Regions from separate parts of the Sus scrofa genome. Here region 1 is linked to region 2. The links are chromatin contacts, called in public promoter capture Hi-C maps. All regions are on one chromosome and are shown on one strand. The core of a region is the stretch at or near the end of the contact, and the rest is flanking DNA. Distances in the headings are between cores, read along the strand shown.

Region 1 (2,700 bases), core at 125-2,624, 130 kb before region 2:
CTGCCACCGATTTATTTTGGGAATTTTGGTGCGTTGCTCCCCATCTCTAGACGTCAGTAAAATGAGGTGGTTGAATAAATAATATTTATTGAGCATATACTCTGTATCAGCCACGATTCAAATACTTCCGTGCTTGAACTCATTTAAAGAATTCCTGGCCTTCAAGACTCCTTTGACTTCAACAGCCTGTGGTTTGAGGTCAGGAAGGTTTCATAGAGAATGTGGAGTTGAGACAGAACCTCCAAATTCCCACAAGGACAATCTCCCTTAAATCAGAATAAAGCGTGGCATCTCCAGGCACTTCACCATCAGAAGACAGTCCTCTGCCTCAGAACCACCTTCTGAAAACATGCCTGAAGACAGAGTCACAGCTTCTGCCCCTAGAGGGTTTATCGCAGGGATTCTGAAGGGGGGACCTGGGAATCTGTACACAAAGCTCCTCAGGAGATTCTGGTAGTCCGACTTGGGAAGCGCTGATCACAACGAATCCCCTAGGATCACACGGAAACAGCACAGACCAGGAGCTGCCTGACCTGATAATCAGTGCCTCCAAGCAGAGAAACCAATCCATTGCTTGATTAAAGCCACAAATATTAAAGCACCTGTTGTGCTCTAGGCCCTGTGCCAGCTGGTGATTATGGTCCCCGCTCTCAAGGGTCTCCTGGTCTAGGTTTGTCACTTACTGTCAGAAGCGAGTCATCTAGTCAGAGACAGAGGGGGTTCAAGAGCCTCAACCAATCCCATCATTACACAGTTGGGGAAACTGAGGCCCAGAGAGGGAAGCAATATGTTCAAGACCACACAGGGAAGAAATGTATTTTCTGCTCCCAAGCCAACTAAGGAATCACGGTGTTCTTGGCAGGAAAGAGGCTGCATATGAACCCCTAGGGCACTCACTCTTTGCTTCTGAAGCACTAAAGCTACCAACGGCAAATGTTCCTGGAAGTCTCCCTTCATCTCTTGCTAACATTCTAAGACTTCAGCATCCTTCCACCAGAAAACAGGCCAGAGGGGACAGGGGACACCCCGGGGGTCCATCAGTTCTTCCGTGTTTCTTAAAGTCCTTTCCCTGCCTGTGCTGGAGGACATGGTGCCTGCTTCTTCCCGCACTTTAGAGCCGAAAGGAGAGGGGGCCGCCTGCCTCACGGAGTCCTATACAAGGACCTGGCTCCCGGCTCTCTGCCCAGACTTGCTTATGTCACTGTCGCCCAGGGGCTGGGGAGGGGGAGAAGCGGAGGGTAAGTCGGGCCCGCCCCTGAAATGCCAGCCGCCCTGCCATTGGCTACGAGGACTCCGGCCCGGCCACGGATTGGTCATCGCTGAGGGCTTGAAAGGTGGCTGAGAGCGGCCCGCACCTCAGACGGACTGTGCCCGGGAGTCAGACAGCGTCTCAGGAGAGCTCGAGACGCACCCCCAGCCAGCCATGGCCCGGTTCTTTCGGGCATCCTGCCTTATCTCCCTGCTCCTGGCCGGCTTCCTCCCGCCGAGCCGGGGACAGGAGAAGTCGAAGGTGAGTGAGCCTCGGGGGGATGGGTAGGGGGGGGACCCCGAGCAGAGGAAAGAATGTAGCCTGCAGGTGTCCACCTCTCGGTTGCCAGGCACCCCTCTTCCGGAGCTCCCCTCCAGAAGGGGGACAGGCGCGAGATGCCCTTACCTCCTCTTGCCTTCCTTTCCAGCGCACTGGACCGTCATCCGTCTCTTCGCAGTTCCATCTGTTGGAGACCTGGGTGCCTGGTGGGGGGGGGGGGTGCAGAATGAATGGAGGTGAAAGCTCCCCAGTCCAGCTTTCTTCCCCAACACTGTCTCAGGGTCCCCTTGCTACACACATGCCCAGCGCTGTTTCCGAGATACTCTGCTCTAGTAGGGCCTGAAGGAGGGGCCCCGGTGGCACAGAAAAAGGCCTGGAGTCTTGGCATCTGGGTTGGCTGCAGAGGTTCCCAGGAAGACCAGCAGGCAAGGCAAAAGGGAAGGACAGCGGTGCTGTGTGGCCCCCTTCTAGCCCAAGCAGGAACACAGGTGGAATCCCAAGACACTGGCAGAAGAGGCGGAGGTCTGTGACAGGAAGAGCTCCGGGCTGGCAGGACAGCATGCCCGGATGCTGCCTAGAGTCTCTAATCATTTGTAGGCCTCAGTTTCTCCCCCTGTGTGCGGCGGGAAGACAGGGCACGTTGAAGCTGATGCTTTCAGAGGGGATGCTTGGAGCTGGGCAGCAGCCACATGCTGTTTTCTGAAGGCTTTTCTGTTGGGGGGCAGCCTCACTACCCACCACCCACTGCCCATATTGGCCTGAACAGACCTCATCGTTGGAGAAACCTGGGGCCTGCCAGCTTGATGGAAGAGGCAGAATTCTCCTCTGCCTCCTCGGTTGATCCCCTGCAGAGCATGTGGCCCTTAGCTAGAGTGGGGATGAGGTCAACCCAGCAATGCTTATCTCCTTGGACGGTATGTGCCATGGGGGGCACTGTAAACCTGTCCTCTTCCCCAGGGAGACAAAGGCCAGACATAGGAATAGACCAAAGAGAGAGATTTCTGTCTCCAGCCTCCCAACACACACACAGACACACAGACACACACACACACACACACCACGCTTGTGTAAGCTCGAGAAGCTTTGCACTTTGTTTCTCAAATCTTCCAGATCTTAGTTCTAAGATCTTGTGACTCCATGATTCTATTTCCAAAATTCTACCTATTGCTCAG
Region 2 (2,700 bases), core at 34-2,533:
AACCCACCAGCATTTTGAGAAAAGAAGGGGAGGGAGGAAGCAAAAGGTGGACGGTCCTCCCCAAAGATCCCGGCCCCCTCCCCTCGCAGGGCCTGCCGAGATGGGCCCGGCCGTCCAAGCCTGCAATCAGGACGTCCCAAATCTGCAATCCTCGCTCGCAGCTGACAAATAAATCAATTCTCACAGCCATTGTCGGGGGTGGAGGTGGGGGTGGGGGTGTCAGGTTTATCAGCTCTGGGCTTGGAGAAGGAAACTGAGGCTCAGAAAGGGAAAGCTACAGATTAAGATGACACTGCCCCGTTGTTGCTGGAGCTGGTATTGGGATCCAGGGTATTCCACTCCCACACGAGTCTCTGCGAAGTCATCTGAAGCCCCCCAAGCTCTAGAAAGGCAGAAAAGGCGCTGATGGGGAGCAGAGCGAAGGGTGGGGCCTCTGGCCCATCACAAGGTCCCTGGAGCGCCACTAGGAGTCCCCTTTAGTGGCAAAGCGTGGCCCCGAGAGGGCGGGAGGGGTCCATCGCGGACCTGAGGTGTGGACAGCCGGTCCCTCATCCGTTGGCACACAGAGAGCCCTCTCCCAGCGCCACACACAAGCCATTTCGGGTGCAGCCCCGGGGTCTGACTCTTCCGGCCCTCAGTCCTCAGCTTCGGCCACACCCTTTCCTGCGGGCCCTTAGACCCCTCTTCCCCCCAGGTCCAGCTGCCTCCAATCCCGGGCCTCCAAAGTCTCTCCAGTCCCGCAAAGCAGGGCCAGCAGCCCGCGTGGCCTCGGCCCAGGTGCCCCCAGCCCCTCACCACATCCTCCGCAGCGCCAGCCCTCCCCTCCCTCCCCTCCTCCCGCAGCCCCCGCGCCGACCGCCTCCGCTTCCCCGCCTGCTCGCTGCAGGGAAGATGCGCTACGCGGCGCTGCCCCAGACGCGCCCTGCCCGCGACCCTCTCCGGCTACCGCGCCCTGGGCTCCGGGTCCCCGCGGCCCCCACCTCCCGCGCCCCTCCCCGGAGCCGTCGCTGGCTGGCGTGGGTCAGCATGACTGCGCGTTTACGGCTCGCCCCCGCGTCCCTGCAGCCCCCCGGAGGAGGGAGGGGGTCCCGTGCAGCGACTCCCATCGCCAGCCTCAACCCGCTTACCGCGTGGCGGAGGCCTCCCGCAGGGGACCGACAGAGGGGCAGAAGGACGCGCGGACGCGGAGCTCGCTGGGTCAGAGCCCGTTAGCAGAGCAGCAGCCGCCGCAGCGCAGGGGCGGGCCGGGAGGACAGTCCTCAGCGCCCGGGCCGGACACGTGGCGCGCGGGGGCCAATCCGGCTCGCCCCGCCTCCGCCCTCCCCCCACCCCCCAAGTTCCTTCGCTCCTGGAATCTTAGAATGTCACCCGCCGCGGGGTGGGGGTGGGGGTGGGGGTCGGTGCCTGGAGATCCTCCGTCTGGGTGCGGACACTAGAGGGGAGGGATTTGGCCAAGGTCGCCTGGCCTTCGGGGCTAGGAGTCAACGCTGCTGACTCCTAGATCTTATGGATTGCCAAAGCTTTGTTGAGAAACAGAACTTTGAGGCTTAACACAATAAGGCCAAGTGCTTACCATGCCTGCTCAGATTCTGTCCGTCAATAGCTCCACCGGGTCTGTGGCATTACTTACCCACTTCCCAGGAGAGCCCAGAGAAGTCCAGTTTTAAAACCAAGGTCACACAGCTAGTACGTTGTGGAGCCGGGATTCGAACTTAGGCTGGGTGACCAGAGAGGCCCTTGCTCTAGCTTGATTCTGGGGCGTGCCCGTAGTCCAGAGGAAAGAGAGACAGACCAGCAATTACAATCCAGGGCTGTGGGGAAACCCACAGAATAATTTTAAAAAGTGATAGGCACTTTGGGAATTTGGAGGAAAGTGACAATGTCTTGAAGGGGGTTTGTAAAGTCTTGCTGGAGAGGTGAGCCTGCAGTTAAGGTCCTTAGGCTTCCTACCCACCCACTGCTTAGAAATTCTGCTTTGGTGAAAAGTCGGCCGTCCTGGGCTGCCACTTGGGTGATGAATCTTCACGGGCAAGATGCCTAGATGCTCTACTTTTCAATTTACTCCACCAAAGATAGGGATAGACAAAGCTTCTTCCAATGTTGTCCTCAGTCTGGCCGAGTTCAGAGAACTCCACAAGGGAACCTGATACAGAAGTGCGTTCTTTTGACTGTATGTTCCTCCAATGTGTATTGAGTACCCTCTGTCTTCTGGGCACTGAGCTGGGAGATTGAAGTGGGCAAATGAGAAATGAGGCCCTGACCCACCTTCACGGAGCTTCCCGCTCATGGAAGACAGATGGTTAGGTCTTGTTACAGTAGGTTTAGGCAGTTGTAATCTGGAAACTATAAACTGCTTTCAGGGCCCTAGAATGGGCTCTTATCTACACTTGGAAATGACTTGTCCGAGGAGACACCTGTGCTGACAAAGCAAGACTTTACTGGGAAGGAGCACCGAGGCAGAGAGCAGCAGGCCGAGGGAACCCAGGAGAACTGCTCTGCCACATGCTCACAGGCTCAGGTTTCTTGGGAATGGGGTTAGTTTCCAGGTTGTCTCTGGCCAGTTGTTTTGCTTGGCCCCCATTGGTCTGGCTCAGGGTCCTTTTGGCAGCACAAGCACCCCTCAGCCAAGATGGATTCCAGTGCCCTGCATTCCAGGGAGATGGGTGGTCTCCCTCCTAGGGGCCCCTCTCTAATCCTCCC

Evidence for each region. Promoter capture Hi-C pulls out the DNA fragments that hold promoters and counts their contacts.
Region 1: a contact with region 2 is called in a promoter capture Hi-C map of fetal skeletal muscle, with 4 times the contacts expected there. The contact joins the promoter of GPX3 here to the promoter of ANXA6 in region 2. A contact is called at or near these places in 1 of 5 promoter capture datasets (fetal skeletal muscle), 1 of 47 Hi-C or Micro-C datasets (fetal skeletal muscle) and 1 of 2 datasets of contacts at active chromatin or transcription factors (skeletal muscle).

The regions. Positions count from the first base shown.
Region 1 is chr16:71,987,685-71,990,384 of Sscrofa11.1, reverse strand. GPX3 (glutathione peroxidase 3) reads left to right here and starts at 1,374. Exons shown (of 5, transcript NM_001115155.1): 1 at 1,374-1,510. The coding sequence starts at 1,424.
Region 2 is chr16:71,855,812-71,858,511 of Sscrofa11.1, reverse strand. It overlaps ANXA6 (annexin A6), which reads right to left and starts at 1,283. Exons shown (of 27, transcript XM_005672613.3): 1 at 1,128-1,283.